Regions from separate parts of the Mus musculus genome. Here all the other regions are linked to region 1. A link is a contact called in public ChIA-PET, HiChIP or PLAC-seq and promoter capture Hi-C data. All regions are on one chromosome and are shown on one strand. The core of a region is the stretch at or near the end of the contact, and the rest is flanking DNA. Distances in the headings are between cores, read along the strand shown.

Region 1 (3,187 bases), core at 359-2,858:
GTACCAGAGAGATAACCAAAACAAAGTAGACCCGTAAAACCATGAGTTTCCCTGTAAACTGGGCCATAATCTGAAACCTAAGGGGGGCCGGGGAGGGGGGGGGGGGACCGGCTGCTGCTGCTGCTAATAGAAGCTCCTTATAAGCTGCGAACTGACAGGTGGAAAAACAAATTCGCCAGCAGCAGGCCAGCCAGAGGTTGTGAAAACACGGTTCAAGGACCGAACATGTTGTGACTACTCTGTAACAGGTCCAAGGTAATTTACGCACACACCCTTCAGCGCAATTCCTCCAGCACAGATAAGACTGGGAAACAACAGGCTTCCCCCAAGATCCACATACCATTTTACAACAGCCGTCTCCCCCCAGACAGGAAAACAGACATTCTGGTCCCGAGTCCTTTCCGCTGGTCTCCCCACAGCGCGAAGGGAAGAGGGCCGCCGCCGCCGTAACGAGAGAAGCCGGCAACAGCCCCGCCGCGCGGCCGCCACGCCTTCCTCCCGCCGCCGCTGGGGACGCGAAGCCTCGGATCACATTTCTCCTCCCCAACAATCACACGCACGCACGTCTCCAGAGTTGACACCCTCCAAACCCGCCGCCCCGCGACGCCGGTGACAGGGCCACCAAGCCTCCGCGGCGCAGCCACGGGGCTGGGCGCTCCGGCGGCGGCGTGCGTGCACGTTGGTCTTCGCTCCCATCAATGAAAGGAACGAGGTCTCCGTAGTGACGGCCTAGAGCCGCCGAGCCGAAACGGGGGGCCCCCGTGGGACCAAACAAAACTTCGGTTGCTGGGAAGAGCCGTTGCGCAACCTAGGCTTGGGGGAAGGCCCGGACAGCCCGGCGCGGCCAGGGCGGCTTCCCGGAGGCTGCGCCAAGCGCGCGCGGAAAGCACGCGCAGTCCCCGCGTACGGCCTCCTCGGGCCTGGCTTGGCGCCGGCCTTCGGGAACCGCCCGGGCCGGCCGCACTGGACAACCGGGCGGGAACGGAGAGCCGTCGCTCCGAGGGTTCCCCCGGCCCCCGAGGCCCCGCGACGGCGCCGAGCTACCCGCCCTTGCCTGGCTTCCTTACCTTCCTAGAGGCCCGCGCTCTCCCCGCTTCGGGCGGCCGCAGCCCTGAGCATGTCCGGGGTGGGTCGCGGGGGCCGTGCGGGGACCCGGAGCCAAGCGCTTCAGCAGGCGGCGCCACCCAGCCGGGGCTCAGCCCCTCTCGGCGGCCGCTGCCATCTTGTCCTGGCGGCTGAGAGGAAACGGCGAAACACCCTCCCCCGACCGCTGCTGCTGCTTCTCTGGCTGCCGATCGCCGGGCCCGTCTCCCTCATCTTCCTTCCCGGGGACCTGGGGTGGGGACCGCTCGACTGGGGAGAGGGGCAGTGACAAGCCGGCGGGCCACCGGGGCCTACGGGCAACAAGGGATGCAGGGCCCGCGGTGCTGAGGGCCCATTTCCCCGGAGTTGAGACGAGGACGAGGGCTGCTTGCGAGGCCGCGTCGCCCGGGGCCTGCGGCTCGGACTCCTCGGGGCGCCGCGCTGCCGGCAGTCGTCACCCGGGCAGCTGCGGCAGGCCGCCCCGATATCGGGCCCCTCCTCCGCGCGCCCGCCGGCCTCGGCCGCCGCCTCCGCAGCGCCACCGCCCGCTCGGCCGCTCTGAGCGCCGAGCCCGGGCGGCCCCGCTCGGGTAGGGCCGCGGCGCCTCCGCGAAGCCCCTCCCCAGGGTCCGCCTGCAGCCGCGCCCTTGACGCTCGCAGCCCGCCAGGCGGCCCGCGCGGATCCAACCCTGAGCTCTCACGCCATCCCCTCCAAGAGGAACGGCTTCCGTCAGCCCTCCTCTGCAGTTCTGAACCTGACTCCGGGCCCAAAAATACACATTTAAGGGACAATCCTAATACCCAAAGGGGTTCAGATGCGGAAGCAGGATTCCACAGGCCTTTCCAGGTTACCCCATCCTAATTCTCTTCCCACCCCTTTAGAATCTGTTTCTTGGCATCTTAGGAGTCTAAAAACGCAGAAAGAGAATGAATAATCTAAGCCTAAAATAGGTCCTTCTCGCTCCCCCATTCCAAAACAGCAGGAGACTTGTCACACCACGTCAAAGAATGAGGGACGGACTCTCTTGGAAGTTTTCCAAGTGCACCACCACAGTGGTTGAGAAGCTGCCCACCTCTACGTTGATAATTCTCCATCGAGTTAGTTCCACACCCAAGCTAGTTTCTTCGCTCCTGGAAACTAGGAAATCGACAGAATGGTCCATTTCCACCCACGTAACCATAGAACCATGGAATTTGAGATGAAAGAATCTTACTGATGCATAGTCCAAACTCTTATGCTAAGACAAGGGTTTAGACAAGTTTCGATGACGTGAGCAAGGTTAAAGAGCAAAGCTTTAGTCTCCACCCCTCTCCCCTCCATCTATCTCTCCAGAAAGCATCTATCTTCGAAGCAACCCATCATTCAGTAAACCTATTTTGCCACCTGTTTCGTCTGGGTTCTAAACTAATATTTAACGTTTCCGCAACGCAAGCACCTCTGTCTCTATAATGGAGATGTCCTTTGCTTTCTTCCTTTACTAGAAGGACTGAGCTTGCCGATGTTATTTCTCCACACATATTCTCCATTGCAGCAGCTGGGGCTAAAGGGAGGGTCAACTCGCTGGGTAGATACTAGTCCTTTACCTATTGCCTTTCAAACTAGGACTGTGTAGAATGTCTTTAAAGGGGGAAAGGGTATCCCCTCGAGGCCACTGATAATCCTTTTTCCAGTGACCAGTGTTTTCTTCAAGATAGGAGTACAGTGAAGACTAAAGTAGAAAAGCTAATGACTGATTTTTAGAAAAGGTGTATGCATGAGATGGCCACAGTGATGCAAGTCTCTATTGCCAGCGCCGGGTAGATGGACAGAACCGGAAGAGGCTCGAGATTACCCTCTACATCCAAAAGGAGGGCAATGTCGGAGCCATTCTTTATTCTTTAGCATTTACATTGGATTTCTTTTAAGGCAATAATCTGAAAACCAAACACAAATTATTGCTAAAAAAAAGAGAGAGAGAGAGAGAGATAGAAATCTACACTAATAGAGAACTCTCTCCATTAGAATTTACTTTTCACAAGCAAGCATATCTTTTGCAAGCATATCTCTAGCCTCCTAATGGAAGACTTTCCTCATTTTGCTACATTTATGAAGAGGCTGGAAGTGA
Region 2 (3,187 bases), core at 384-2,883, 490 kb before region 1:
CAAGGCAGTAAGCAGAGGTCCTCCATGCTTCATTCAGTCCAATTTCCCGCAATGATAGCATGGAAGCCCCTTTCTCCCCAAGATGCATTTGGTCATGAGTATCATCACGGCAACAGAGAAGCTAACTACAACACAGACTCGACAACACTACAACACTACACTACACAACACTACAACGATACAACACAGACTCTAATAGACTGTCTCTCTCTTTGGACTCTAAGCCAAACCAAACCCTTCATTTCTTGGGTCTCTTTTCCTCAAGTATATGGACACAGTAACAACAAAAGCAACAAATATAGTTCCAAACACTTTGTAAAGTCTTAGGGTTGACTCTGCCAAGTTGAATGTCCATGAAGATTCATGCCTAGGTGTCCACAGCCTGCAGAGTCCAAGAATGGAGTCGTATGAGAATTCTGAGTGCTTGTGAGAAAACTCCAACAAGAGTCTTGTGACCTCAATTGCTTCCAAAACATGACATTGTTCTTAGAATGTGGTTTGTTATTTTTTTGTTCCTCCCAGGTATAGCGGATAGGAGTGAGGCGTTTACTTCAGATTACTCGTTACAGCTGGCTATTGTATTTGTTTCTTTGCCTCTGTGGGAAAACATTTTTTTTTTTTGGCCCAGTGGGACTTCCATGTGTAGCTTGTCCACCACATGCAGGGGGGTCTCCCACACGCTGCTTACCCTCGGCTTGAAGCTTGTTCTTGTCATTGTATGATTTACTCCTGGCACTGTACTTAATCCTCAGAGTATAAATTGTCAGATGCTCTGAACAAACTTGGCTACTATGTGAGACTTTAGTCCACCTCATTTATTGGCTTTTCCGGTCCTACTGCCCCTAAAGTAGAAAACACCTTGGAGTGAAGAGATCTTGTTTCTTCAGCCTGGGAAGACCCAAATAAGAATGAATTCTGTGTAAAAAATCTACAAGAAATCAAAGCTGGAGGAATGGCAGGCATTCATGAAGTACCCCCAGGGGAAGGCCCATGGGAACAAGTTTGGAGGTGCCATCCTTTTAGCGGGGAGTTCAGGCTGAGCAGCATCTTGCAGGAGGTCAGCCCCGATGCACTCCCTGGTCCCTCAACACTTCCGTCCCCTGAAGATTCTGTCATGAGAGGTGTTGGGACTAGGTTGGTGAAGGGAAGATGAGGAGGCAGAACACAGGAGCCTATGTCCTAAATGTTTGAGAACTCAGATACACAGTACTGGGTTAAAAAACCCAGTGTCACTGGGGAGGAGACCTGAAAGAAAGGGTCAGAACACCAAGGCTCCTCTCTACAAGGTCTCAGGAGCAGTTATTGTTGGGTAATGAACCCTATTGGAGGGATGCTGGAGTTGTCTCCAAAAGAATCGGGCAGAGGTGTAAAGTTGAGCTGGGCCTCAGGATTGAATCAGAATGTGGATGTGGGTGCTATCAGGACCCTGGAGGCCATAGAGTCAAGTCAGAGGACCACAGGACTAAGAAGGTGAGGTACAGAAACCCTCCAGATGGAGAAACAGATGTTCGTGCAGCTGGGAATTTAAGTGTACTGTATCCACAGCTGTGGCTGAGCTGAGCCCTAGGGACAGTTGAGAGTTTGTCCTTCCCTCGATGCACAAGGCAGTTGGTCAGACGGCAGGTTGGTTGTAGCCTTTGCTGTCCCAGCACTCAGTGTCCTCCTCTTCATGAGGTCCGTCAGGCAAGGGCACTGCATCCTCCTTTGGTTTGGTGTATTCAATAAGTTCACTGACCTGGTCTTTCAAATTTGATTTTAATATACCCATGAGTTCATATTTTTTCCTTCCACAGCACACACATAGAGGTGAGAAGGGATCTTTCAGAGGCCAGCTCTCCCCTTTTACCACACAGAGTCCAGGGATCAAACTCAGGTGATCAGACTTGGTGACAAAACCCTACTTAGTTATCCACTGGAGAATATTTGCCCTTTGGAGGGGGCTGGACAATGTCCAGCTCAAATAAGACCACAGCGACAAACCAAAGTTCAATTTCACCAAAGTTCATGAGTTTATTAACGAGCAATGGGTGAGAGATTATGGGCAGGGGCATAGGTGACCTTAAAACAGTCACCCTGGAAAGTCTGCACCTAACAGGTACAATGGCTTCCCCGTGGCTGCATAGATGGAGCCCCCTCCTCTAGCCCTTCCCTGAGATTCCCCCAAGGCCAAGTGCAATTAGGGCAGAATTGTATATAACTGCTTTGAAGAGCTGGCTAAATACCCAGGTGAAGGTCCTCTGACCTTTCTACATCCCCTCCATAATCTTTTTGAGTCTTAAACTTGAAATAGTCATTCCCTTACAGAGACTGCCCATAATGAGATTAGCTAAACACATCTATTCAGCTCCATATAATCCAAACACTGACATTCCACCATCCTGCAGCTTCTCCAACTAAAAGCCCAGACCACCAGACCCAGCTCTCTGTCCGTCTTTTGTTCCAGTGGATAACTAAGTAGGGTTTTGTCACCAAGTCTGATCACCTGAGTTTGATCCCTGGACTCTGTGTGGTAAAAGGGGAGAGCTGGCCTCTGAAAGATCCCTTCTCACCTCTATGTGTGTGCTGTGGAAGGAAAAAATATGAACTCATGGGTATATTAAAATCAAATTTGAAAGACCAGGTCAGTGAACTTATCCAAGTGAGCCATCCAAGGACTTGGCAAACTAGTACAAATGCAAAGCTAGCTGGGACAGAAGAGATGGCCCTGAGTCAAGTGTTGACCATTTGCCTGTGTGTTTATTCCTGGCTTTTTCGGGACATGCCCTGAGTTGGGGATACAGTTCATATGGGTCTGCTCTCCAGCTGCCGATCAGCGGAGGGGGCAGACTATGCTACATTTATTTAACTTATCTTTTATAAGTTCAATTTTTTTTTTTTTTTTTTTTCCATTTTTTATTAGGTATTTAGCTCATTTACATTTCCAATGCTATACCAAAAGTCCCCCTTACCCACCCACCCCCACTCCCCTACCCACCCACTCCCCCCCTTTGGCCCTGGCGTTCCCCTGTACCGGGACACACAAAGTCTGCGTGTCCAATGGGCCTCTCTTTCCAGTGATGGCCGACTAGGCCATCTTTTGATACATATGCAGCTAGAGTCAAGAGCTCAGGGGTACTGGTTAGTTCATAATGTTGTTCCACCTATAGGGTTGAAGATCCCTTTAGCTCCTTGGGTACTTTCTCTAGCT
Region 3 (3,187 bases), core at 479-2,978, 420 kb before region 1:
AAAAACAGTTAGGAAAGGTTTTTGGTTTTGTTTTTGATTTTTGTTGTTTGTTTTTTGTTTGTTTGTTTGTTTTGTTTTGTTTTGTTTTTGAGACAGGGTTTCTCTGTGTAGCCCTGGCTGTCCTGGAACTCACTCTGTAGACCAGGCTGGCCTTGAACTCAGAAATCTGCCTACCTCTGCCTCCCAAGTGCTGGGACTAAAGGTGTGCGCCACCACCGCCCAGCTTTGTTTTTTGTTTTTTTTTTTTTTGTTTTTTTATTTAAAAAAGAAAGGGAAAATCAGGAGCCTTTTAGGGTATCCTAGTCAGGAGTAAGGAATCAGAAGTAAATGCAAGCCTTTCCTGTATCCTAGGTTTCCAGAGAGTCTGGTCCTGGCAGCCAAATGCTCTCTGACAGAGGAAAAGGCAGTGACTAGGAGGCATAGGCTCACAGGGGTGGGGTGGGGGTGTGGCCATCAATTCTTGGGCGTGGCCAGTGGAGTTGGGTCCCAGTGCTAATTACTGTCAGCAGCCAGAGCATGAGCACAGTCACTGGCGATCTGAAAAGTGTATAGTGCAGGATCTAACTGACTCTGAGGCTGCAGGTAAGCAAGGGCACAGAGTTGGCTGGAGCAGAGCCTCGGGTGGGAGGTGGGGGTGCTTCGGCAGCGCATGCGTCCGGGCTGGGCGGTGCGGTAAGTTGTCCTTGCTCCTCCCTCTGGAGGCCTCTCTCAGGCCTGTACCTCTGACCTTTTTTTTTGTTATAGATTTCGTGTGCTGCAGCCTGCGCTCTGCTTCCTACTCAGTGGTTGCTGGAGCTCTGCATTACCTGAGCGCCTGACTCCAGGGCAGCCCCGTCTCTCAGAGAATGCGGTCTGCAGAAGGAGGGGGCGGGGGGGGGGGCGGCGAGGGCTAACCTCAGTCTCAAAGCTCAAAGAACTCACTGCAGTTCTTCTTGCTGAGGTCCAAATCTGTAGCTGCTCTAGTGTATATCTTTGGTGCATGGGCCCGGCCACCCTGCAGTTTGAGTGCGGACTTTAAAAAGAACCTCTTCTTTTCGTTCCTAGGTAGTCGAAAGCAAGCTATTAAATCTTATTTTCTCATCAGTAAAGGGAAAGGACTTATTTCACAGGGTGGTGGTGAGCACTAAGGTAGCTCACGGTTGATCTCCTGGAATGTGGAAAACAGCCAATGTTCCGGAGACCCACCTCAGGGAATCTTTTCTCCAGTTCTTCCGGGCTGACACACCGAATGACCGTGACAGAACGACATTATGCCTTGACCATGCTGAAAAACGTTTGGCATGTACTTTGCTATAAATGAAAAACCTCCCTTTTCACTGGGCGGGTTGAAAGAAGTAGAAGGAAAACAAAAACAAAATCAAATGAACTTTAGGGTGGGAGTAGCGGGATGAACCAGGGATTTAGGGTCCTGAGATAAGTTGTTAAGAGACTGAGGCCATTTTAGGTGAAGTCCAGATCTGTGCAATTTCAAGAGCTCTGAAGTGCTTATGGAGCCACCAGGTGGCTGGGAGGGGCCTTTCCATTGTGATGGTGTTTTGCTTTGTCCTAAGCTGCTGATGTAATTTCTGCTTTGAACTGAAGAAAGGAATTTTGGGGTCTGTTGTAGGCTTAGCTATAGCATGTCCAAGCCCGTAAGGCCCATGAGACTGCTAACACTGGGTTATGTTAAGCCACTTAGCTTCCAGACCTTGGTAAGTAAAAGCAAGATACATCCAAAGTGATTTTGAGACTGCCCTGTTGCCTTGGATCAGGTAATACCATCCCATTGGCCCTCTCAGAACTTCTTATAGGGTGATGATGTTGCAACTTTATTTGTTATGATATGCTCAGCCTTAAAGTACATCAGCCTGATCTTCGGGGGAGGGCCCTAAGGTCCCCAGAGGACTCTCCAAGCTGCAGGCACCCTGGCACAGCCGGGTCCTTGAGATCACTGGTGAGTAGAACGCAACATCAGTTCCAAAAAACCCAGAGGGTCTAGTGCTAGCAGCAACACGGTCAAAGGACAAAGGCAGGCCCTAGCACACCCAGAATCTTGGGATCACTGAGACCAGTCTATGCAGGAGAGCACATGGGCGGCAGAAGCAATAGAGCTTCTTGGACAGGGTCTCTTTGGGCCTTCATCCTCAGGCAGGAGACAGCTGAGATCCAAACCCCTGGACCCCTTCCCTGCCAGAGGAGAGTCAGCCTCCAGGGAGGGCTCTGACCCCAGGAATCAGGAGGTGGATCTGAACTCCAGACTTCTGTGCACCTTCCCTGCATGAGGAGAGCTTGCCTGCAGAGTGTGTTCTGACTACTGGGACACAGGAGAGAGTTGGTCTTCCAGGAGTGCTGACAGAAGCTAAAGAATAACAGGAGGAACAAGCTCTAGCCAGAGACAAGAACATATAACACCAGAGATTACCAGATGGCGAAAGGCAAATGAAAGAATCTTACTAACAGAAACCAGGACCACTGGACATCATCAGAACCCAGTACACCCACCACAGCGAGTCCTGGATACCCCAACACACCTGAAAAGCAAGATTCGGATCTAAAAATCATATCTCATGATGCTGGTAGAGGATATTAAGAAGGAAATTAATAACTCACTTAAAGAAATACAGGAGAACACTGCTAAACAGGTAGAAGCCCTTAAAGAGGAAGCACAAAAATCCCTCAAGGAATTACAGGAGAACACTGCTAAACAGGTAGAAGACGTTAAAGAGGAAACACAAAAATCCCTTAAAGAATTACAGGAAAACACAACCAAACAGGTGATGGAATTGAACTAAACCATCCAAGATCTAAAAATGGAAGTAGAAACAATGAAGAAAACCCAAAGGGAGACAACTATGGAGATAGAAACCCTAGGAAAGAAATCAGGAACCATAGATATGAATATCAGCAACAGAATATAAGAGATGGGAGAGAGAATCTCAGGTGCAGAAGATTCCATAGAGAACATGGACACAACAATTAAAGAAATTTGATTTGCATTTGTTTGCAAAACGTAAAAAGCTCCTAACCCAAAACATCCAGGAAATCCAGGACACAATGAGACGACCAATCCTAAGGATAATAGGTATAGAAGAGAGCAAAGATTCCCAACTTAAAGGGCTAGTACATGTCTTCAACAAAATCATAGAAGAAAACTTCCCTAACCTAAAAAAAGAGATGCCCATGAACTTACAAGAAGCCTACAGAACTC
Region 4 (3,187 bases), core at 240-2,739, 400 kb before region 1:
CCTCCTCAGGAGCAGAAGGGGAGAGCAAGGCAGGGGGCCCAGGCCGACCTTACTTTAGAGGATTAAGGGCAGGGAACATCCAGGCTGCTGACAAAATATGTCCCATCCAAACAGGGAGCTTCTTGACCAGGTATTGCCATGTGGTGATATATAGAGAGCTTGGTCCAGGTGGCCCTGGGCTCCAAAACCACAGCCTTCACCCTGTAAATGATGGGGAGATGGAAAGTCCTCTCCTCAGGCCATGCTGCTTTATAGATGGGTCATTTGTTCCTGCAAAAGTTGGTGAGTTTGTGGGGACCAGAGTCTTCTGAGACTAGGTGAAAGTCCTTAAAATGGTTCAGGACCAAGCCCAGTAGGGTACTCTGTGCCCATCCCATCCTAGAAATCAAAGTTTGTACAAGAGGACAAATAGCACAAATCTGTTTAGGGCATCCTAGCTGGTGACTCCCCACTCTTCCTATTTGTTTTGGTCTACAAGTGTTTTATGTACTTCTTCTATAGCTCGGAGACTCTGTAATTGTTGGTAGGCTAGGGAAAGAGTGGATGTTCCTGACCTCCTTTGTCATTTGGGACACAGCAGATACAGACTCACTGCATGCCAGGGGATAGATACTACAGGTGAAAACAAACAAGGACGAGGACGACTACGACGACGACAACAACAACAACAACAGCCCCACCAGGAAATGTTCCTGTGGGCAGAAAGACTTAAAAAAAGAAAAACCAACAGAGCATTTCTTGTTCCCTTAGGAGGCCAGCCTCTTGGAATGTTTACTCTTTTTAAAATTATTGTTCCCGGAGCTGGAGAGATGGCTGAGCAGTTAAGAGCGTCGACTGCTCTTCCAAAGGTCCTGAGTTCAAATCCCAGCAACCATATGGTGGCTCACAACTATCCGTAACGAAATCTGATGCCCTCTTCTGGAGTGTCTGAAGACAGCTACATAAATAAGTAAATAAATATTTTAAAAAAAATTATTGTTCCCCTCTGGCTTCCTTCCTGCTTATGAGTCTTTCCAAATGATAAAGGCACCTCTGTATCACAACTTCACGTAGTTCTGGCCCCTGGCCAGTCCACAAAGGTTTCTAATGACCAACGGGATTTTGTCTTCATTCCAAACAAAATAGATGGCATTTGTGTCTGAAGAGTATTTGGAGGCTGTCAGGACCTGAGAGTAGGAGCAAGCCACGATGTATGGCCTGGAAAGATATCTATGATTTGTCAAGAGATAGTTCTGGGCACTAGCAAACATGGGCACAAAAACATTGTGGTTTTGTTTGTTTGTTTGTTTGTTTGTTTTTAAAGAAAGGGAAAATCAAGAGCCTTTTAGGGTGTTAGTTAGGAGTAAGAAATCAGAGGGAAATGCAAGCCTTTCCTGTATCCTAGGTTTCCAGAGATTCTGGTTCTGGCAGCCAAATGCTCTCTGACAGAGGAAAAGGCAGTGACTAGAAGGCATAGGAGCCCAGGGGGTGTGGTGGGGGTGTGGCCATCAGTTCTTGGGCGTGGCCAGTGGATTTGGTTTGCATTGCTGTGTACTGTCAGCAGTCAGAGCATGAGCACAGTCACTGGCGATCTGAAAAGTGTCTAGAGCAGGATCTAGCTGACTCTAAGATTGCAGGTAAGCAAGGGCACAGAGTTGGCTGGAGCGGAGCCTCGGGTGGAAGGTGGGGGTGCTTCGGCAGCGCATGCGTCCGGGCTGTCCCTCGGGAGGCCTCTCTCAGGCCTGTACCTCTGACCTTTTTTGTTATAGCGATTTCTTGCCGCAGCCTGCACTCTGCTTCCTACTCAGCGGTTGCTGGAGCTAGGCATTCCCTGAGCGCCTGACTCCAGGGCACCCCTGGCCTCTCAGTGAAGTCGGTCTCCCGGGGCCTGAGGGCTAACCTCAGCTTGGAAGAACTCACTGCAGTTCTTGCTGAGGTCCAAATCTGTAGCTGCTCTAGTGGATATCTTTGGTCCATGGGCCCGGCCACCTTGCAGTCTGAGGGCAGACTTTGAAAAGAACCTTTCCTTTTCGTTCGTAGGTGTCGAAAGGAAGCTATTAAATCCTATTTTCTCATCAGTAAAGGGAAAGGACTTATTTCACAGGGTAGTGGTGAGCACTAAGGTAGCTCATGGTTGATCTCCTGGAATGTGGAAAACAGCCAATGTTCCGGAGACCCACCTCAGGGCACCTTTTCTCCAGTCCTTCCGGCCAGACACACAGAATGACCGCGTCAGAACGACAATCAAGGGAGCTCACAACATTTGCTGTTATCCTTCTGGGAAGACTAAGGAGGAGTTACCTCATTATGCCCTGACCATGCTGAAAAACGTTTGGCATGTACTTTGCTATAAATGAAAAACCTCCCTTTTCACTGGGCGGGTTGAAAGAAGTAGAAGGAAAACAAAAACAAAATCAAATGGACTTTAGGGTGGGAGTTGGGATGAGCCAGGGATTTAGGATCCTGAGATAAGTTGTTAAGAGACTGAGGCCATTTTAGGTGAAGTCCAGATCTGTGCAATTTCAAGAGCTCTGAAGTGCTTATGGAGCCACCAGGTGGCTGGGAGGGGCCTTTCCATTGTGATGGTGTTTTGCTTTGTCCTAAGCTGCTGATGTAATTACTGCTTTGAACTGAAGAAAGGACTTTTGGGGTCTGTTGTAGGCTTAGCTACAGCATGTCCAAGCCCGTAAGGCCCATGAGACTGCTAACACTGGGTTATGTTAAGTCACTTAGCTTCCAGACCTTGGTAAGTAAAAAGCAAGATACATCCAAAGTGATTTTGAGACTGCCCTGTTGTCTTGGATCAGGTAATTCCATCCCTCTAGCCCTCTCAGAACCTTTTCTCCCCCCCCCCCCACTTTTTTATTAGGTATTTATTTCATTTACATTTCAAATGCTATCCCAAAAGTCCCCTACACTCTCCCCCCCTCCCCTATCCACCCACTCCCACTTCTTGGCCCTGGCATTCCCCTGTACTGGGGCATATAAAGTTTGCTAGATCAATGGGCCTCTCTTTCCACTGATGGCCAACTAGGCCATCTTCTGATACATATGCAACTAGAGTCAAGAGCTCCGGGGTACTGGTTAGTTCATATTGTTGTTTCACCTCCAGGGTTGCAGACTCCTTCAGCTCCTTGGGTACTTTCTCTAGCTCCTCCATTGGGAGCCCTGTGTTCCATCCAATAGCTGACTGTGAGCATCCACTTCT
Region 5 (3,187 bases), core at 464-2,963, 360 kb after region 1:
GCCGAAGTATTGCCCTTTCCTAACAGACACACACACACACACACACACACACACACACACACACACACACACACACGGAGTGAGGGAGCACACTTCATCAATCATTAAAATGTCTGTCAGGAGTATTAATGGCAGATCCTACTGAGAACTGGATCTGATAAAGGGGATAAGGGATAATAAAGGACAGGAATGTGTGAGTTGAGTAACCCCAAGGTGCTGGTGCTTGTGGCAAAAGCCAGTGACTAAGTAGGGGGAAGGAAGCGGAGAGCTAGGGCTTTTTTTTTTCTTTTTCTTTTTTTCCTTCTCACTTCAGATTTTGCCAGGTTAGGCTTTTTAAATGGAAGCAGGAACCAATTTGTGACCTGTAACCGAAAATCCTGGGCCAGCAAACTACACTTAATCTCTCAAGCATCTGCCTTTATCTACACAACGTTTGGAACAATGACCAGAAGGGTCATCCTACCTTCCAGCCCTTGCTCTGGATCTCACAAATCCAGACTAGGGGACAGGATGTGGCTCAGCGGTAGAGCACTTGTCTATATGGGGACTCCCAGCGGTGCACAAACAAGTCCTGACAAGAGTCTGGCCTCCCTGTCAGTCTTCCAAGAAGCAGCCTTCCTCTTTATAACTAACACACAGCTTCATCTAGGAAACGACAACTCACTGACTTTCGGACTTCGAAAAAGGCTTTCAATTTAGTCAACCACAAACCAGGTGTTAAACATCTGTTTACTAAGGGAGATACGTTTGTACATATTATAGTTAAAAACCCACAACTCTAAACAAGAAAGCCACAAATTAAAACATAGGATATGCTGTTGCACTGTGGTTCACGGGGGCGTGTAATTCCCCCTACCACACTTTGGCTTGAGATCTACACAGTAGACCGCAACTGGTTTCAGAAGTGTTTTCCCCCAATCGGCAGCCATGCTTGCTTACCTTCTTCTGGGGCATGTTCGGAATCCTTTAGGCTTCTGATACAATGAGGAACTGCGAGGGTAAGTCTGGGCAGCTGGCTGAGTACGATCAGAAGTGGAAACATAGTCTAGCAACTGTCAAACAAACTAAAACAAAAGTGACAACGACATTAAAAGAAAAGAAAAGAAGCAGGCCAAGTCTCAGCCTGTTGGGTTTTAGTCGGAACTGAGTCAACAACGACCTGTTGCACCCCACGGGTCGCTCTTAATCTATGGGACCCAAGGCGCTCCGGGCAGGTGGCACCTCCGGAGCGCCTGGGAACAAAAGGTACTCCCGGGAAGCTGCGGAGGAGAGTTCGGACACTGGCCCAGGCAGACGCGACTCTCGCCCACGCTGACAGGCAGCTAGGTGCTGGAATGCCACTGTCGAGACATCGTCTCTGGATGACTCTCCCACTCCTCCCCGCCCCGCCTCGCCGCTGGTCGCCGCACCTGTGTCCCCGGGCGCATGTTCCAGCAGCCCCTGGGCGGGAACCGAGTTATCCGCTTGGCCCGAGAGGTGGCCTGGCCCTGAGTCGCGGACGCCTCTGGATCTCGGCGACAGTCGGAGCCTAGCTCTTCGCGGCTCCAAGGCGACACCAGGACGCAAAAGAGGCGCCCAGGATCCGCGCAGGGGCGCTCGGGGAACGTGCGCCGCACGGGGCCCAGCTTGTGTGCTGGAGCCACTCCCACCGCTACCGGACGAGGAGGTCACCTGGCAGCGCTCCACCTCCCGCTCTCGGTCCCCAGCCCTTCTCGACTGAGACCCGGACGCTCACACTTTGGCGGCCTATCAGAGCGCCCTCCCGAGGTTACCTTCGGTCAGCTGTTCTCGCAGGGTGGTCCAGGGATGAGAACATAGCATTCATCCGAGAAAATATACTTTGTTAGTGATTTGCATTGTCACATGACCAAAAATCAATTAATAGCAATTACAAAGTTCTCAGATGTATTTCACCAGGTCTGGGTTGTCTACAAAAATACTTTCAAATATGTCCCCGAGTCAAAATTGTTTCCACGACAACAATGCAAGGTTTCACCTCTTTTACTTTCATTCTTTCCCTCCTTGGGTTTACAGTGGAAATTTCCAGAAGCTGTTTGACATGTGATGATATCATCACTCTGCTAACTAATAAGCCTCCAGTGGATGAATACTTGTGATGCTTAATATCTTCCATACTACTAGGTTAGTGTCGGTATGTAAATTTAAACAAAATGTGACAAATTGTGTTTGTTCTCAGAATATTTCTGCTTTTATTAGATATCTTTGGCCGTAGCTACCCATATACCCAGACAGCTAAAAAGTTCATCCTTCTTGAACAAATAATCTTAGATCTTGAACTTTTCGTTGAGTTTTTTTCTTTTTTCTTTTTTTTTTTTTGAAACAGCAAGAGCATAAGCACCCTTAATTGTCATGAGATGAAGTTAAATTTTGAAAATTTCTCTATTTAAAAATGTTGTGTGAGAGATATAATTAAAAATAATTCAAGAGGCCCAGAGCTCGAGGTGTGAGAAGATAGGAGAACAGTGTCTCACCACACTCTTCATGTCCAAACAGCATGCGCTGTTACTCTTGGGAACGCTATTTAAATTTTGCTCTTTGGCCAGAGTAGCCTGGAACTTCATACAGTTGAAACAGAGCACAGTGAAATGGCATTCCCACTCCTTTCTAGTCTCCAGTTAATTCACTTTTCACCAAATTTGTTTTCTTCCCTGAAAGGCTATTATCTATTTTATTCTGATTAATGGATTCAAGTAAGAATTTCCATATGTTTTGCAGACGTTGTTTTTGTTTCCTTCCAAACACTATCCATGCCCCACGCCCTAGAGGCTTAAGCGGTCTGGAAAATGGAGTCTGCTCTTTCACCTTACTTAAGCAGTGGAGATCAGACTGTGGAGAAGCTAGAAATACCTTATGGTTGAGCACAGGAATCGGAAGTATCTCTCAGGAGACCCATTCTCCTGCTCCCTCATTTAGACAACCTGTGGCTGGAAGCCCTGGGAAGAGAGGGATAAACACCATTTTGCTTTTGGGAGAACTGAGTCTTTCTGAGATCTGTATCTAACAATGTAGACTGTCAAGTTCTACTAGGGCAAGGGCAGATTTCGTTACTTCCTTTCCAGTACGCAGAAAAAGCCTCTCCTGGTTATTATATTCAGTACATTTTGTTAGGTGGCAGCTATTTATTGTTAAGTAGAAATGCTTCTCACTTTTATTTAGTGTGTGTGTG
Region 6 (3,187 bases), core at 181-2,680, 350 kb before region 1:
TATATGACAGAACCCTGCCTCTTTGCTTACAGCTGACTGGATGGGCACCTGCCCTGAGCGTGGCTTATCCACCACAGGCAGGTATGAACTGGACCAATCAGGTTCTCAAACGTTTGTGTAAGGAAGCTCAAAGATGCTAGTTCAAGAGTAGTCTGCACTGGGAAGGAAAGGTGTGGTGTGAGTTCTGAGGTTGGTATTTGGTTCCATATGCATTAGTGGGGACGCTGGATGGCCCAGGCAAGCGAGGGGGTGGTGGAACACATGTGCTGAGAGAGACAGATGGGAGCTGCAGAGGAGAGAGTGGGAGAGAGAGAAAGAGAGAGAGAGAGAGAGAGAGAGAGAGAGAGAGAGAGAGAGAGAGGTGGGCTGGCTGATGTCTCCTTTGCCCTTTGTCCCAGTCTCTTCCAGTCAGTCCCTGAGCTGGAGCCAGGCTGGACAGGTTTTTGGTCCTTGAGACTAGAACACCTTTGAGGGTGGTCACAAGCTAAACTGTACATCACACCTTAGGGAGTCTTGGACTGTACTTTGTAAGGGAAGTCCAAACTCTAAGATTGGGCTTAAGCCCAAACCTTTTTCTTGAACTTGAAAATTTCCATTACATTCATTATTCATTGAACTTTTGAATACTTGTGTACTCTGTGGGGAAAAATGGGGCTCATTTATATGAAATCAATAGTTTTTGATCTATTTCAAGTTTTGCCTGGCAGGGAAACATTGCTTTTACTTAGATATAAGAATCGTCACGCCCCTCCAGTCTACCATCCCCCACAGAAGGATTTCTTCTGAATCACAGATCTTACCATTTTCTTTCTTGTATTAAGATTATTCAGAAATTGCATGTTACTTTTTTTGTTTCTCTGTCTGTCTGTCTGTCTGTCTGTTGCTCTTCTCCTGGGCTTTTAAAATAATGAGTGCACAGCATTATCTTTCATGGGACAGTGAACTGCTTCGAACCCTTCCGGAGGTGATGTCCCCCCATTCCATAGCTCACAGTTACCGTCCTGATTCTGCACAACCTCAGATCTCAGGTACCAGGCCACACAGGAGGCCTTTATGTCCCCACCCTACTGGATCACCTGATGCAGTGACAGAATGTCAGAGCATCCCTGCTTGCCTTTTTAATCCACGGTGCTGAATTGAGTAAGTTACCCCCATAAGCTTCACTGGCAACTAAGGACATAGTTTCTTTAGTGGAACTCTCTGGAAACAACCAAATTGATCATCTTCTCTTCCTCTTCCTCTTCTTCCTCCTCCTCCTTCTTGGCAAGAGTATTATGGAATCTCACAGAAACCCTACCTATTTTTTTTTTTTTAAAGTTCTGGGCACAATTAAAGAAATGTGTCCCCAACAAGTGTACAGGCAGCGTGGTGAAATGGAGAGCAGGCTGGGGCATGAGTCAGCAGGCTGGGACATGAGTCAGCAGGCTGGAGCATGAGTCAGCAGGCTGGGGCTCCACCCTCCACTTGTCTGGAGTTTGGCTTCCTCCTTGCAAACCACTGAGATCCTCAATGGCTTCTGTGACTGTCTGGAAGGTCATGATGATCTGAGCTCACTGCTGCCTCCTCTGGGCTCCCTTGGGACCTCATCTCATTTTTTATATCAAATGATTTTAACCATCTGAACTTCTCAGAGTCTCCTATCTGGGGACCTATCACCTCTATACCATTAGGAGACTCTTTAGGGAAAGAACAACATCTTAGTCCCAGGAGACTTTAATCATGGTAGAAAAACATGAGCATAGCAATGTTTTCATTAATTTAAGCTTTTCTTTGCATAGACTTCTGGAACCCATGGTGTCTAGCTGAAAAGGGCAGCTGATTTACCAGGCTCTATTTTAATTGTCCCGATGAACTAAACATTTCATGGGTTCTGCCAAGACTCCAGCAAGCGGCAGCTTCATCTTCCTAGAAATCTGGAGCTACACCACTGTTAACTCTGGATTCATGATCTTTCTGGAAGTTACTGGAGCCCAAAGCTTAGACACTGTCTTTTTGAAGCATACAGTCTAGAAACTTCTTTCTCACATTCCAAGCATTTGCCAAGTCCACAAAGTCCCAAGTTGATACGCCGCATGGATGGAAAGCTGATATTATTGATAAAGTGGAGCGATGTAGCTGGCGATATCAGTCTTACACCATTTGCATGAAAAGGCTGAGTTTCTTTGGCTCTTTGCTCATTCATGTGCATCAAATGCCCGTGTGGCTAGGTTTAGGCATCGTATTAGTCTGTCAGTAAAATCTTGCACTGGCCACAGTGTTCTGCAAGCTGATTTCGGATTTGGACTACAACTGGCCATTGGTAGAAATATACCATATATACACATGGAAATTACAAAAATACATTTTATTTATAGCTGATTTCTTATTAAGTAACAAAAGACTAAGACTATGAAAGATCAACCAGCATACTAAAAGGGCGCTCGCTACCTAACATCATCCCCACAAGAGACTTGTCTGGGGATTCCACAACATTATCATCTCTGAACATTCCAGAAAGGACAGTTTGCCATAGGGAAATAAAAACAGCTTCTTGGGAAAGTTCTGTGCTTTGACAGTTTGAATCTCCCATTCTAATCAGTTCCAATCCTACTCTCCTCTCTCTTCCTTCAGTAAAGACCAAAGAAACTCATGAAGACAATGCATAGATGGGTTAGGAGGGACACGGGGACAGCAGAAGCAAGATGGGTCATGGGTGAAGGTGGGGTAGGACCATATTCCCCAATACACACCAAATTGTCCCACTGACACCATACATGGCTCCCAAAGCTAGGGTGGAAACTTAGGTTTTCCTTTTCTTCTGGCACCCCAAATCAGTTTTATTTGTACAAGAGGGATCATCTGTGGCTGGTACCCCAGAGCTACAAGGCAGTGTTTCCACCCAGGACTCTGCAGGCTGATGCTCCATACCAGGACATCCCTGCTGTCTCAGCAAATTTCCTCCTGTGTCCATCCACTATGGAGAACTGGTGAACTCCACAGACTTTTAAGAAAGATGCCTTAATTTCACATAAGATTTCCTACATTCAGAGGTTTCTACAAACAGAGGCTGCAGCTTGGGATGACTGTGGCTCCACCTTTCCCACTTCTAATGGAATCAGTCATGGTCTGCTTCAAATCACTCAGCAATGCATGCTGAATGGCACTGTGTAGGAGATAGATCTTGTTAAAGTTGATGCATCTATTGTTC
Region 7 (3,187 bases), core at 323-2,822, 320 kb before region 1:
ATTTACTGCAGATATGAACAGTTTACTATAATATATCAGTTTCACCATGATAAAAGAAATAAAATGGGTTGGAACAGCATAGCTGGTTTGGTGGGGGCTGCTCAAGGAAGATCTGCCTAAGGAGGTGATATTACCGAAGACCTGAAGGCAAAGGGGCTGGCTATGTACTTACTACAGGGCAGTCTAACAGAAAGTCTTACGGTAGGAAAGGGCTTGGAATGTGCAACAGAGAAAGGACCATTATGGAATGAAATTGTGACCCCCAAATTCATACCCTGCAGTGGTACTCCCCAGGACCTCAGAATGTGATCCTGGTTGGAAGGTCAGAGTTTTAGAGGTTGATTAAGTTAAAATGAAGTTATCTGAGTGCACCCTAGCTCAACAGTACAGATGTCTCTCTAAGGGTGGACATATGGACACAGACATCCACAGAGGAAGACAGCGTGAGCACTTGGCAGGACTTCCATCCGCACACCAAGGAGGGAAGAGATTCTCTCCACCGCTCCCTACAGCAAACGAGTCCTGCTCACACGGTGACCCAAGACTTTGAGTCCCTAAAGCTCTGAGGACGCCAACTTCCCTTGTTGACACCATTTTGTGTCCTGGCAAACCAAGACATAACCTTGTGGCTGAAGGCCAAATTGTCAGAATTGGGACTGACCCGACAAGGTCCCAAAGGCCACAGTAAGAAGGCTGGACTGTTTTCAAAGGGCAATTGCAGACACCTAGAGACTTCTAAGCAGGAGGGAAGCGTGGCTGGAATTTATGGGGAGTTACTTAGGAGGCTCTTGCAATGCTCCAGGCAAGAAGAGATGGCAGGCGTTTGATGAGAGTGGTCATGGGCAGAGACAATGCCAGTGAGTTCCAGACATTTTGGCAAAGGACCAGCAGTGCTTGTTGATGGATTAGAAGCGGGGGGGCGGGGGGGGGGAGGGGGACGCATGCTATTTCTCCGGAGCTAATGTGTGTGGCTCTCTTCTTTGAGGTCCCTTCTCAGAAGCCACCTTCCTGAAGACCTTTACGTTTGGCTGAGACAGCAAGATCCGCTCCTGTCATTCTCTACAGCCTCAGCTTCTTCCTGGCCCTCCAGTGTCCCTCTGGCATGCCCGTGTCCATCTCTGTGCCTTTAATTCTGTTCTTCTCCTGGACTGAGTCCCCAGATGGCATGTAGTGAGACCACAACAGATATTCATGGAATGAAATGGTGCAAAAATAGTTTCGAAGCCCTAAAGAACAGCCAGCTAAAGGTCGTTAGCAGGAAAGATGTTTTCACAGTTTTAGGACGAACGAGACAGTCATATTGCAAGCGAAACTTTCAAAAGCATGCAATCTAGAATCCCAGGCACGGGCCCCAACGTAGAGGAATGTTTTACAGGTCTCTACTTTCCAGATTTGCTTCACCAGAACACTGCACTTCAGAATGCAAGACTTTGAAAAGCCCCCACCCTTGCCTCCAATTTGCCACAAGACTGTTTTCTGCCTGGTGCTAATCGGCAGCTCCACCCTGCCAGGAGAACAGTCTCCACAGATCCGACATCTGCCTGGCAAGGGCCCAGAGCAGGCTGAGGGTGGACCCCAGGCATGAGAAATGTATCTGGTTCCCTGTCTCTCTCCACCAATCACGGTCCCAGAGCCCACACAAAACACGGCAGTTTCCCCCTATTTCATGCCTGCTCTGGATCTCGCAGGCCCATGTGCCTGCCTGCCTTGCCGGAAGCAGGGATATATTTAGAAAGCTACTTCTGGAAAACAAACTCCAGGGGCTCTGCCTTTGTGGAAGGCTGACAGAGGAGTGGGGAGGCCTTTGCAGCCACTTCCTTCTGAGCCCACATCGCAGACGAGTCTCCACCAATAAAACGAGACTGGCTCTTAGTGGCACAGGTTGGGGTCTAAGGAGTTTGGTGACTTCTCTCTTACAGAAATCCCCATTTCATTCCGCTGGCCCACTGGAATCATCTAGGCCACAGAGTGAGGAGACAAGTGTGGTTTCTGCATTCTGGGTGAGCTGAAGAGACAGGATGTGGTTTCCTAATTGACTTTTAATCTTCCAGGCAGTGAAAACTGAGACCGCACAGACAGGACAGTGAGAGACAGAGGTATCCAAGTCTTCACGGTCATTTCTGCTCCTGTGCAAAGCTCTCTAGCATGCGGCAGGAGCCTGATGGGGCAGACTCCAGCACTTCTGTCCCATAGGCGGCTGCTCTTCACATGCAGTGGGGGTTTAATACTGAGTGGGTTAAAATATCCCACTGGCCCACACTGTTTGGGAAAGTATGACCTTAGAGGTCACCTTGGGTGGTGTATCCATGTGCTGGAGTAACAGGAAAGGTCTCGGGTCCCCATCACCAAACCCATCTCCAGTCACACCATACCCGCGAAGGCTCCCTTTGGGTATGGTTAGAACTTTCCTTGGTGTAGAATACACTTCACAGCAGATGGAAGATGCCTACAGGACTGGGATAGAAAGACAGAAGACAAGGGATCGCTCACCCCTGGTGGAGTCTGAAAGCCATGGGTACCACTGTTTCCTGCCTCCCACCTCCATACAGCATCACCAGCATCAGCCCGTTTGTTCTCACGGTAATCCCATGTGGTAGGACCACATGCATGCCCATTTTATACACAAGCACCCTAAAGAACAGGCAGGTGAAACAACTACTCATAATTCACACAGCTAGGTGGTAGTTCAGCTCCAGAAACCACAGCACAGTCCCCTGTGTTGCTTGTGAGCTTTGAAGGTAATCTATAAGCCAAAGTCACCCAAATAACACTAGTTTTAACTGTTTCAAACAGGAGTCAGTCTGAAAGCATCACAGAAAGCTGCTTTGTGTTTTACTTTGAGATTAATCACCAAGGCTGAGCTGGTGCTGCAGGCCAGGAAGGGACAGGGAGGACCTTGTCTGTGAGTCAGCACTCCTTCATAGCTGACAGACTGTCCCCACGTCTACCCAGATACGATCTTCCTCCTCTTCAGCCTTGCAAAGGCCAGACAGCTGCACAGAATATCTTCGGCACCACCTCTTTCAAATCCACCTCAGATGTACATAGTTCCAACTTAGCATGGGCTTCCCAATACCACAGGCACCACGCTGGTGTCCTGGTACCATCTCAGGCTGGCTGCTTCCTGAGTGGCCACCCAAAGAGGAGACTGAGTGACATGAAAGGGAACAATGCCATGGAGGAGTGT

Evidence for each region. Promoter capture Hi-C pulls out the DNA fragments that hold promoters and counts their contacts. ChIA-PET counts read pairs in DNA pulled down with a chosen protein or histone mark. HiChIP or PLAC-seq counts read pairs in DNA pulled down with a chosen protein or histone mark.
Region 2: a promoter capture Hi-C map of liver shows a contact between it and region 1, with 2.7 times the contacts expected there. The contact joins the enhancer-like site here to the promoter of Hipk3 in region 1. A contact is called at or near these places in 4 of 39 promoter capture datasets (embryonic stem cells and liver) and 1 of 115 datasets of contacts at active chromatin or transcription factors (embryonic forebrain).
Region 3: a contact with region 1 is called in an H3K4me3 HiChIP or PLAC-seq map of bone marrow-derived macrophages, with 5 times the contacts expected there. The contact joins the promoter of Cd59b here to the promoter of Hipk3 in region 1. A contact is called at or near these places in 8 of 39 promoter capture datasets (the 3T3-L1 cell line, 3T3-L1-derived adipocytes, cranial neural crest and 4 more) and 3 of 115 datasets of contacts at active chromatin or transcription factors (bone marrow-derived macrophages and embryonic stem cells).
Region 4: a promoter capture Hi-C map of embryonic stem cells shows a contact between it and region 1, with 2.1 times the contacts expected there. The contact joins the promoter of Cd59a here to the promoter of Hipk3 in region 1. A contact is called at or near these places in 1 of 39 promoter capture datasets (embryonic stem cells) and 2 of 115 datasets of contacts at active chromatin or transcription factors (embryonic stem cells and epiblast stem cells).
Region 5: a contact with region 1 is called in a promoter capture Hi-C map of pre-B cells, with 4 times the contacts expected there. The contact joins the promoter of Prrg4 here to the promoter of Hipk3 in region 1. A contact is called at or near these places in 1 of 39 promoter capture datasets (pre-B cells), 1 of 484 Hi-C or Micro-C datasets (embryonic stem cells) and 4 of 115 datasets of contacts at active chromatin or transcription factors (the 230-238 cell line, effector CD8 T cells, memory CD8 T cells and 1 more).
Region 6: a contact with region 1 is called in a promoter capture Hi-C map of the SN4741 cell line, with 4 times the contacts expected there. The contact joins the enhancer-like site here to the promoter of Hipk3 in region 1. A contact is called at or near these places in 21 of 39 promoter capture datasets (the 3T3-L1 cell line, 3T3-L1-derived adipocytes, the HPC-7 cell line and 14 more), 2 of 15 datasets of contacts at CTCF or cohesin (the NIH/3T3 cell line and embryonic stem cells), 15 of 484 Hi-C or Micro-C datasets (the C2C12 cell line, CD8 T cells, the N1E-115 cell line and 10 more), 23 of 115 datasets of contacts at active chromatin or transcription factors (T-cell acute lymphoblastic leukemia, acute myeloid leukemia, bone marrow-derived dendritic cells and 16 more) and 3 of 9 other capture datasets (adipose tissue, embryonic stem cells and liver).
Region 7: an RNA polymerase II ChIA-PET map of memory CD8 T cells shows a contact between it and region 1, with 44 read pairs. The contact joins the enhancer-like site here to the promoter of Hipk3 in region 1. A contact is called at or near these places in 4 of 39 promoter capture datasets (embryonic stem cells, epiblast stem cells, frontonasal cranial neural crest and 1 more), 1 of 484 Hi-C or Micro-C datasets (CD4 T cells) and 6 of 115 datasets of contacts at active chromatin or transcription factors (SST interneurons, effector CD8 T cells, embryonic forebrain and 2 more).

Annotation. Positions count from the first base shown.
Region 1 is chr2:104,492,881-104,496,067 of GRCm38.p6, forward strand. It overlaps Hipk3 (homeodomain interacting protein kinase 3), which reads right to left and starts at 1,609. Exons shown (of 16, transcript NM_010434.2): 1 at 1,068-1,609.
Region 2 is chr2:104,006,343-104,009,529 of GRCm38.p6, forward strand. The region is part of intron 3 of 4931422A03Rik (RIKEN cDNA 4931422A03 gene); the gene reads right to left. Among named protein-coding and RNA genes, the nearest start is that of Fbxo3, 20 kb to the right of the region's middle. Within about 2 kb of position 1,634, at least 3 of the 459 cell types and tissues checked have an H3K27ac peak or open chromatin away from gene starts, as enhancers often do. A contact at or near this core is called in liver, where this site is marked.
Region 3 is chr2:104,069,338-104,072,524 of GRCm38.p6, forward strand. It overlaps Cd59b (CD59b antigen), which reads left to right and starts at 1,729. Exons shown (of 4, transcript NM_181858.2): 1 at 1,729-1,751.
Region 4 is chr2:104,094,312-104,097,498 of GRCm38.p6, forward strand. Cd59a (CD59a antigen) reads left to right here and starts at 1,490. Exons shown (of 4, transcript NM_007652.5): 1 at 1,490-1,616.
Region 5 is chr2:104,848,137-104,851,323 of GRCm38.p6, forward strand. Prrg4 (proline rich Gla (G-carboxyglutamic acid) 4 (transmembrane)) reads right to left here and starts at 1,714. Exons shown (of 6, transcript NM_178695.5): 1 at 1,410-1,714; 2 at 940-1,064. The coding sequence starts at 1,042.
Region 6 is chr2:104,144,716-104,147,902 of GRCm38.p6, forward strand. D430041D05Rik (RIKEN cDNA D430041D05 gene) reads right to left here. Exons shown (of 21, transcript NM_001368844.1): 21 at 1-3,187. Among named protein-coding and RNA genes, the nearest start is that of A930018P22Rik, 24 kb to the left of the region's middle. Within about 2 kb of position 1,431, at least 68 of the 459 cell types and tissues checked have an H3K27ac peak or open chromatin away from gene starts, as enhancers often do. A contact at or near this core is called in the N1E-115 cell line, the SN4741 cell line, myocytes and 1 more, where this site is marked.
Region 7 is chr2:104,175,484-104,178,670 of GRCm38.p6, forward strand. The region is part of intron 16 of D430041D05Rik (RIKEN cDNA D430041D05 gene); the gene reads right to left. Among named protein-coding and RNA genes, the nearest start is that of Gm22501, 51 kb to the right of the region's middle. Within about 2 kb of position 1,573, at least 86 of the 459 cell types and tissues checked have an H3K27ac peak or open chromatin away from gene starts, as enhancers often do. A contact at or near this core is called in SST interneurons, effector CD8 T cells, hippocampal neurons and 1 more, where this site is marked.